Linked DNA regions of Sus scrofa: regions 2 and 3 are each linked to region 1. The links are chromatin contacts, called in public Hi-C and HiChIP or PLAC-seq maps. All regions are on one chromosome and are shown on one strand. The core of a region is the stretch at or near the end of the contact, and the rest is flanking DNA. Distances in the headings are between cores, read along the strand shown.

What was found. A called contact is a pair of places that touch in the nucleus more often than the background predicts. HiChIP or PLAC-seq counts read pairs in DNA pulled down with a chosen protein or histone mark.
Region 2: a contact with region 1 is called in a Hi-C map of liver, with 5 times the contacts expected there. The contact joins the promoter of C1H6orf120 here to the promoter of FAM120B in region 1. A contact is called at or near these places in 2 of 5 promoter capture datasets (fetal skeletal muscle and liver), 6 of 47 Hi-C or Micro-C datasets (fetal heart ventricle, liver, omental adipose tissue and 1 more) and 2 of 2 datasets of contacts at active chromatin or transcription factors (alveolar macrophages and skeletal muscle).
Region 3: a contact with region 1 is called in an H3K27ac HiChIP or PLAC-seq map of alveolar macrophages. The contact joins the promoter of TCTE3 here to the promoter of FAM120B in region 1. A contact is called at or near these places in 1 of 5 promoter capture datasets (liver) and 2 of 2 datasets of contacts at active chromatin or transcription factors (alveolar macrophages and skeletal muscle).

What each region holds. Positions count from the first base shown.
Region 1 is chr1:185,261-188,375 of Sscrofa11.1, reverse strand. It overlaps FAM120B (constitutive coactivator of peroxisome proliferator-activated receptor gamma), which reads left to right and starts at 1,593. Exons shown (of 9, transcript XM_021085513.1): 1 at 1,593-1,683.
Region 2 is chr1:576,889-580,003 of Sscrofa11.1, reverse strand. C1H6orf120 (UPF0669 protein C6orf120 homolog) reads left to right here and starts at 1,563. Exons shown (of 2, transcript XM_003480211.4): 1 at 1,563-1,629; 2 at 1,866-3,115. The coding sequence starts at 1,907. The coding sequence ends at 2,461. WDR27 (WD repeat-containing protein 27) reads right to left here and starts at 1,513. Exons shown (of 19, transcript XR_002342137.1): 1 at 1,416-1,513.
Region 3 is chr1:539,401-542,515 of Sscrofa11.1, reverse strand. It overlaps TCTE3 (tctex1 domain-containing protein 3), which reads right to left and starts at 1,506. Exons shown (of 4, transcript XM_021085664.1): 1 at 1,381-1,506. The coding sequence starts at 1,488. ERMARD (endoplasmic reticulum membrane-associated RNA degradation protein) reads left to right here and starts at 1,568. Exons shown (of 18, transcript XM_021085596.1): 1 at 1,568-1,657.

The sequences.
Region 1 (3,115 bases), core at 344-2,843:
TCCTCTTCCTAGTGTTCTGTTTTCTCCCCCCCAACTTCCTCAAATGTCGTGGACCCTTGGTCATCTGTGAATGTGTAGAAGGAGGCAGACAGTGCTCTTTGGAAGCTCTGCGGGGTAGAGCTAAGTGCTGCCAAGGGGCAAGACTCATACAGGCACTCGGTCGGGGCTATGGTCCGCCTGCCTCCTCTGCCTCCACAATCTGGCCCCACGTCTGCGCTGTCTGTCAGTGAGGCTTCTGCTCCTAAAGCCTGGAGTCCCTGGCTGCTCCCTCACACCAGCTGAAACCCTGGCACTCTCTTTCCTAGGTTGCTCCTTCTGCCTCTCAAGTCGTTCCTCCGCTGATCTTGTCTCAGATCCTACCCATCCTTCCAGGCTCAGCTCTCATGGTCTTTTTGCTGCCTTCTTCACCCTCCATGTTATAAAACTTACTCTACGTTTCACTTGTTCCCTCATCTTTGAGGTGGGTATTTGTCTCCCCAACCACATGTGTGCTGAAGACTAGAGACAATTTCACACACTTGTTGGTGTTGACCCTATGGTGCCCAACAAGTATTTGGTGCTGAGAACTGTTTTCTTGATGTTAGGGGGAAAAAAATCGACAGGAAATGAAAGCCGAATGCAGAGATTCCTTTCCAAACTGTCTAATACACACATACATCCGGTGTCACTTCAATTTGGTAATGCTTTTTGAGTGCTTGATCTGCAAGAGACTCTGCAGGAACAATATCTGACCATCTTACTTCCCTGATTGTAGCCTCTAGCCCCTGGTGCTTACGGCAGCCCTCCTGAGGTATGCCATGTGTAAAGACAGGTTTTCCGATGTACCTTAAGTAACTTGACATTATTAATACATTAAACATTATTTACTTAAAAAATAAAAACTAGATTGGCTGCCAAAATGTTCTTTTGGTTGTAGAGAAAAGGGTGACATTGTGGCCAGAGGAATGGCAACTGTGTATAATCGGAAGCCTGCCTTATCTCCCAGCCTACTGTGAACTTTACTGGTCTTAAGGCAGCTGCAGAAACGAGGTCGAGGTGACTCGCGTCCTCGCCTCCTCCCCTGCGGCGGCTGCTCGTCCGGAGCTCTCGGCTCTCTCGCCCCGTTCCAGATCCGCAAGCCTGCGCATCAACAGCTCTGGGCTCCAGGGCCGTGGTCACAGCAATGCTCAGAAGCTCCCCTTCATCTGGAGCTTGCCGTGCTCTGCTGTGTTCGTCGGCGCGCTCCGGGAAGCGCTGTCCTCAACGCAAAAGGCCATCGTCTAACCAAGGTCCCTCGGCCGGGAAGCCCACGCGTTCAGGCCCGCCTGCCTCCTGCGAGGGCCGGGACTCAGGGACTTTCTGCCTTCTCCCAGCAGCGCGCCCCGCCCTCCGAGCGCCCTAAAGCCGAGCCGCGGTGTCAAGACCCCAGCCGGCGCGGCCGGGCGAGCCTGCGGAAGCCGAGCGAGGTGCGACCCCGACCTCGGAAGAACCGCGAGGTTTCCGCGGCGACGGCCGCGGCGCCCGCGCATCTCGGCCCTCCCCTTCCTCCCCCCGCCCGCCACCCGGCGCCTCCCGGGTCCGTCTCGCAGGCCCCGCCCCAGGGCGGTCCTTCGAGCGGAAGCGCCCGAGCGGAAGCGGAAGTGCGAAGCGACTGCGGCGGGCCGAGAGCGGCGCGGGCGCATCTCTGTGCTGGCGCGTCTCTAGGTAGGGCCGGGCCTGCGGGCCCAGCGCGTCCGGACCGGCTCTCGGCCGTCGCCTCCGCGCGGTTGGCCGAGCTCGCGGTTCTGCGCCGTCACGGTCCCTGGGCCGCGTGTCCCTGACCGTCCGACCCCACAACCAGGCACCCTGCCTGCGCCTTCTGGCGCCGTCTTGGCCCAACCCCTCCCCAGAGAGAGGTGTGCAGTTCCGGGTCGGCGTGCGGTCCCTGGACCTAGTGAGCCGCATCGCTGCTCCTGCCGTCCCCTAAGGAGGCGTCCTCTGATCTCTCCGCTTGGTCTCCGAACTCGGGCGCCTTCCCTCACTCGTCCAGCTTTGCTGAGCCGGGGTCCCAGCACCCAGCAAGCACCAGTTCTCCAGGGAAGGAAAGGCCGGTGGGATGACGCCCCAGGAGCTGAGAGGATGATTAGTTCAAGTTGGCCGACGAGGGCCCAGAAGTTTCTGTATGGGGGGGGAGGGTTGAGCTGAATTTCCCATAAGAGTTGGGAGGTGCTGAGGAGCAAGAGGCCGTTGATTTCCAGCAGAGGGAACAGAAGACATGTGGGATTGAGACAGTCTGACGTGTTCCGGAAAGAATGTTGCTTGGAGATAGGAATGGAAGGATGCTCAAGAGATTTGGGAGCAAGGAAGTGATGTGATCCGGGTCCTAATGTTAAAAGGGTCTGGCAGGTGTAGGGTGGTGGTGGGGTGACTGCACTTGGTAAGAGTGTGTGTGCAGTCGTTTAGGAAAGAGAAGTTTCAGAACTGAAGATCTGGAAATGGTAGTAGAGCTTGGAGATGAGATTGATGCGAAAAAAGAGGTGGTGGTATTTCCATTGATTTCCAGATTTTCGGCCGGAGCATTTGAGTAGATAATTCAAAGAGTGAGGGACATGGAATGGCAGATGTGCAGCATCAGTTTCCTCTCCTTTCACCTCCTAAATATGGCCTGCAGCTGTGCTCTGTGCTTCCTCCGTGTCTGGTGTCATCCTTGGCTTTGTCCTCCAGTTCTCTGTCATTTCTGAGTCGTGGCCTCCCATCTACGTGCTGACCATGTTTGGACCATGCTGTTAGGAGCTACCCTCTCTGACCACCACAGACTTCACACCACGCATTCTCTGTATGTTGATCTCCCCATCACCCCGGCTCTGCTATCTCTAAGCTGTGCCACAGCTGCTCACCGCCGCCCCAAACACACTCACCTTGCCGTCCCTCTGTCTCAGGACTCCAGCTGTGCATTCCTTAGTGCTTGTGTTCAGGGAGACATTGAAAACACTTGGCTGTGTTAGGTCGCCCACTGCTCATCTCCACACATACCGTTTCTTGACCACCTTATGTGCTAGTGTAATTTCTAACCACCTCGTCCTCCAGACATGGAAATCTGTAATCACTCCTGGCCCACCTGTGAACTGAGAAGACTGCAGTAGGTGAGGTCTGAGGA
Region 2 (3,115 bases), core at 314-2,813, 390 kb before region 1:
TGATTTTATAAACCTTCAGTTCTTGAAACACAAATTGTGTACTTTTAAGCCAGGACTTGTTAGGTAAGCATAAATCTGATTACAAACAGCAGTGACTGTGTAAAAGTTTTAAAGCCATTTACTTTTCGATGATTTAAATCAGATCCAGATGTATCCCTATGTCCTACACGCACTCCCTTTCTTGACAGGAAAATGAAGTGGGCAGTTACACTTGAAAACCGCCAGGGGGAGTTCCCATCGTGGCGCAGTGGTTAACGAATCCGACTAGGAGCCATGAGGTTGCGGGTTCGGTCCCTGCCCTTGCTCAGTGGGTTAACGATCCGGCGTTGCCGTGAGCTGTGGTGTAGGTTGCAGACGCGGCTCGGATCCTGCGTTGCTGCGGCTCTGGCATAGGCCAGTGGCTACAGCTCCGATTCGACCCCTAGCCTGGGAACCTCCATATGCCGCGAAAGCGGCCCAAGAAAATAGCAAAAAGACAAAAAAAAAAAAAAAAAAAAAGAAAACCGACAGGGTTCAGAAGGGGCATCACATGTACCAGACGCTTCTTGCAGGAGGAAGAGAGGAGACCCACTAGTGACACCTCCATCAACAGCCCAAGCCAGTGACCAGCGTGGATGCAGCTGCTCCCAACCTCAGGCGAATCAACCCGCCAAAATAATCAGCCCTAAGACTGTCCTGCCTCTTTTACAGGCAGCAAAGGTAACGATTCCGTGTGGGCGACATGCACAGTTCTTTAACCCCACACACGGCGATCTCATTAACAGCCTGACCAACTCACATTTTGCAGCTACTTGGCAGAGTTCAGGTTCTGCAGAAAGGGGCACAAGAGCCATTGCCTGTTTTTTTAATTTACACTCCAACCGGTTTCCACAAAAGTGATACTGCAAGTTCTACAACGAAACACAAGCCTTGTAACCAACACAAAAGTGTGGTACGAAAATGCGCATAATCTTTCTTAGGATATTTTTCAGTGGACAACGGGTTCCCATTAATTCCAAATTAACAAAATAAATCCTTCATATAAATACAACTCCATTTTGAATCCTTTTAGGAGCATTTCAAGAAGTACCATGTTCTTGGGAGTTAACGAATCCGACTAGGAACCATGAGGTTGCGGGTTCGATCCCTGGCCTTGCTCAGCGGGTTAAAGATCCGGTGTTGCCATGAGCTGTGGTGTAGGCTGCAGACAGCGGCTCGGATCCCGCGTTGCTGTGGCTCTGGCGTAGGCTGGCAGCTGCAGCTCCGATTGGACCCCTAGCCTGGGAACCTCCATATGCCGCGGGAGCGGCCCTAGAAATGGCAAAAAGACGAGGAAAAAAAAAATAAAAAAGAAGTACCATGTTCTTAAGAGATACGGTACAGGTTAACAGGTCCCCGGACGGGTTAACGGCCCCTCGGGTGCACCGGTTTCTCACCTGGGAACCCTCGGGAGCAGACGCTAGGCGGCCAGGCGGCCGCAATCTAGCTGAGCCCGGAGCGCTCAGGCGCTGCGTCCCGCCCCCGTCGCCATGGTTACGCCATTCTCGCGAGAACCCGGAAGCCCCGCACTACTCTATTTCCGGGCCTCGCCTCACTTCCGGGCGTGCCTCACTTCCGGCTTCTCCGGCGCGGCGCCTGCGGGGAGCGGCGGTGAGTCCAGGGGCGGGGATCGGCCCCCCGCTCGGACCCACCCGGCGCCGCGCCCGCTCCCCTCGTCCGCGCGCCCGCCTTCCTCCCCGTCGGGTCCCCTCCCCGGGGAGCCCCTTCCCCGAGCCGGCGCGAGGGCAGCGCGGGGCGGCCGCCGGGGCCCGGAAGGCTGCGGCTCCGGGCAGGGGACCCCGACGCGTCCCGACGTGCTGAACGTGTCCCCTGTCGTTTGCCTGCAGGACACTGACTCATGAGGAAGGCACCGCTCTAGGCGCCCGTCATGGCAGCTCCGTGGAAGAGCGCCCTTCTGCTGCTTCTAGCATCTCAGGCTGCCTCCTGGGTGGGTGCCTTCGACGCGGACGAAGTTCCGGAAGAGTGGGTCCTCCTGCACGTGGTTCAGGGCCAGATAGGAGCTGGGAATTACAGTTATTTGAGGTTAAACCATGAAGGAAAGATAGTGCTTAAGATGCAGAGCTTAAAAGGGGACGCGGACCTGTACGTATCTGACACCACCCTCCATCCGAGCTTTGACGACTATGAGTTACAGTCTGTCACGTGTGGCCAGGACGTGGTTTTCATTCCAGCGCATTTCCAGCGCCCCGTGGGAATAGGGATCTACGGACACCCGTCCCACCACGAGAGCGAGTTTGAAATGAAAGTGTATTATGATGCAACGATCGAACAGCATCCGTTTGGCGAGACTGCTTTTTCAGATGGTACAGATGTGAGTCGTAAGCACGCTTATTCTCCAGAAGACGCATCTCAAGAAGACGAATCTGTTCTTTGGACGATACTGATTAGTATTTTAAAATTGGTACTTGAAATTCTCTTTTGATAGATTGAACATACTCTGGAGTACAATATGCTTAATCTGTGAAGCTGATTGCAGTTCGCTGTGAACTTAGCTACTTTTACCTGGTTGGAATTCTGGTTACCTTTTCTAGTTGAGGGATGGAAAAATAAAGCCATAGTTTTTTTACCTCAGTCACCCCAAAAGTAGGAAAAGCAGCAGGCATATTTGTTATCTTAAAGGTCAAAATTCCTGTAAAAGGAATATGCACAATAAACTGTCTAAACCCCATTTTGATTAGTCTGTCAGGTGACTACTAGATTACTGCAGTGACTTAGACTTTTAGTCCAGTTAGAGATTCTAAAAGAAGTCACAGTGCTTCCAAGAGTTACCAAAAGCAAGTTACCAAAAGCAAGTCTGAAGTGCAGGGACTAAAGTCCCGCCCTGCACCCCAAATAGGGACAGCACCTCCTAGCCTAACAGCATTTCCTGGTAGGCAGGTTCCAGTGCTAGGTAATGACAGTTCTAAACCCAGCTGCACCAGATCTCATCAGCTCCTTGGCAGTTTTACCATCTTGGGTTCCTATTAAAATTCTTCCGTTATTAATTAACTTTGCTGTGCTATCCATGGTGGACCAGAAAGGATATAGATTAGGAAAATTTCATGAAATGAATAGCAACTTTGAGGCTAATGAACAA
Region 3 (3,115 bases), core at 257-2,756, 350 kb before region 1:
TTCTCGCCTATATAGCAAGTGTATCTACATGTCCCCTCCTTTTAGATCCAGGCTTCCTCATTTTTCAAGACTTCAGATCTTGAGTAGGGAGTTAAGTTTATAAAAGGCAACTTTGCCTCAAAATACAAGCATCTTTCATCACTACAGGTGATTGACCTGTCACTCACTTATCATGAGGCAATACAACATAGCTTCTGGGAGCATAAATTTAAGGTCCAACATATTCAGGTTTCTAGCCTCGCTGTGCTTTTTTTAGTTCTGTGAACTTGTTCATTTTCTTCTCCTTTAGTTTCTCTCCTCTGTACAAGGCAGACACCAAAGAACTCATCAGAACCTGAAATGTTGCCATGATTTGGGGGGGGGGAGATGTGGGGTGGGGAACTCTGTTACTTTAAATGTTTTGGGAGCTTCAAAAATTAGTGTTTTGCTTGCTCTCTCTCCTTTATTCTGTTGACTACGAGTTCCATGAATGAAAAGAAACCATTACAGACGAGTGGACCGGAAGTCCCAGCTCTATCACTAGTTTTGCACCCTTGGACCAATCCTTCTCTCTCTCAAAGTTCCAATAAAAAATGGAGGATCAGGGTTTCCTGGTGTAGCTCAGCAGGAACCCAACCAGTATCCCTGAGGTTGTGGGTTCAATCAGGGGGTTAAGGATCTGGCGCTGCGGGAGCTGTGGTGTAGGCTGCAGATGCGGCTCGGATCCGAAGTTGCTTCGGCTGTGGTGTAGGCCGGCAGCTGTAGCTGACTGCACCCCACGCCTGGGAACTTCTGTAAGCTGCAGGTGCGGCCCTAAAAAGCAAAGAAAAAATTGTATCGATTAAAATAACGGTTTTCACACCATGACCATAGAGAAGTCCTGGTGTTATACCGCCAATAAAACTGAGACATTTTCCATTCATTTCAGATAGTAAGTTAATTTCTCCTTTGTAGGTTCTTCAAAGACTGAGACAAGTGCTGTTTTCAAAAACTCAAAACATCCTGGCGTTCCCCTTGTATCCTAACAGAAATAAACCCAACGTGTAAGCTCGAGGCCGCGGGTTCCACCCCTGGCCCCGCGGTGGGTTACGGATCCCGCTGCCGCAGCTCCGACTCGAGCCCTAGACTGCGAGCCGCCTGTGCCGCGGGCGTGGCCCTCAGAAAAAACCAAACCAAACCCTCGAAGTATCTCATTCTCGGCGTGGGTATACAAAACCCGGCTTGAAGCCCGGCACACGTGCACTCATTTCAGGCCGGTGACACTCCCCCAGGGTGTGCGTGGCAGCACCAGACACACCAAAAGCCTGTTTCTGGAAAAGCGCCTGCGGAAGCCCGGGGAGAACCAAGGCCTCGGCGGGGCCGCACGCAGGCCCGCAGGGCGTCCCGCCGCTCCGCACTCACTGCCTCCTTCTCGAACATGCTAGGCCGCCTCTCTTTCCGAGGCGTCGCCGGCGGCTGCTGAGGCGCCTGAGACGGGGGCATCCGCCCGCCGCGGCCCCGCTTCTCCATCGCGGCCGCAGGCGCGCACCGAGGTCAGGCCACCCCAACGACTCCGCCGCTTCCCGCGAGAGCGCCAGTCTCGCGCCTGCGCCGCCCCGGCCGGAAGTGCGCCGCAGGGAGGCGCGAGCCGGCGGTGCGTCATCCCTCGGCGCCGCGGCGGGAGCCGGAAGTCATGGAGGTAGGGTGGCGGGGCCGAGGCCCCTGAGCGCGGCGAGCGCGCCCCTCGGGGTGCGGCGTGCGGCCAGCGCCGTCCCTGCCGTGGGTGGGCGCCTGCTCCCTGGCGCCGCCCGACCCCGCGCCGTCCCGCGGGCGCAGGGTCAGGCCAAAGGCCGCGAGTGCGTGCGGGGGGAGCCGGGCCGCTGCTGTGCGCGCTGTGGAGGCCGAGCTGCGCGGCCGCCACAGCCTCGAGCTGTTCGCGCGGGTGGCGCGCGGCTGCGCTTAGTGCTTGTTCCGACTGCCTTCGCTCCTAAAGCAGGTTTTCTCTGGGGCTGCGCCACGCAGTGTGGGAAGTACCGTGTAGCAGTACTCGCCTCTGGTCCACACTTGCAAATTGAAATCATGTTTGACATTTTGGGGCCACTTTGATATCCCAGGACTAAATTGCTAGGGTCTCATTAACTGGCTCTAGCTCGGATTCTGTGTTTGCTTCCCAATAAGGGTTTCCCTTACTTTCCTCGTTCAGGGAATTAAATGTCAAACGCCTCTCGTCAGTTTTAGCAATAGCTACTGCTTTTTGAGTACTGGTGCTAGGGCTCTTCGAGTATCATCTCTGAGTACTGCAACCTTAGGAGGTGATAACATTTTGCACCATTTTACAGTTAAAAGCCCTAGATATGTTAAGTAACTTCTTCAAGGCAAGAAGTAGAAAGAGTCTGAGGAAGAATTCACAGCATTCTAGCTCTCAAGCACAGGCCCTTTGCGCTACTCTGTGCTGCTCTGGGCAGGACCGTGAAGTGTCCGATCCCCTGTGTGTGTGTTGGGAAGTGTGTGCACGCACAAACATGCAGGGCTTCTGGCTTCCAGAGGCGGACAGGCACATTCTTAGTATAATACACAGGATATATTTAATTGTCACGAGTGACAGCATTGCAACCTTTAATTGTTGATTTAAGGTTGGATTTTATTTCTTATCTAGCAGCAGGGCCTTTCCTTGTCTGAGAGGGTATGGACTTAAAAGTTAACCTAGAAGCCAGCTCCAAGAACTCTATGTCTGTTGGTAGGGATAGGGTACAGCCATCCCCCAAAGCTAAAGTTCTTGGAGTCTTGGAGGATGTCTTCCACCTCAGAGTGGGAGGAGTCAGTCATTCATTAACTCTTGTTTTTATTTACTCTGTACCAGGGTCTGTGCTGTATTCTGGGGAACATGTTGTATGAGACTTGGTCTCCCTGCTCTAGGATCTTCCTGTTTGAGTCTGAGGAGCAACTGTGTTGCTCAGGCGTCTGCAACCAAAAGAGACCTTTGTTACGACTTCAGCTGCCATATCCAGGGCCTGCATTAGTAGTGGAGTGAATGGGCTTTTGTGCAGAAATATCATTTCTGCCTGTCACCTGTCACTCCAGAACTCCAGCTCATTCCTTTAGGGCTTGAATGCTTTTTTAAAAAGCAAGGAGCTCCTTTTGATTCGAATATAACCTT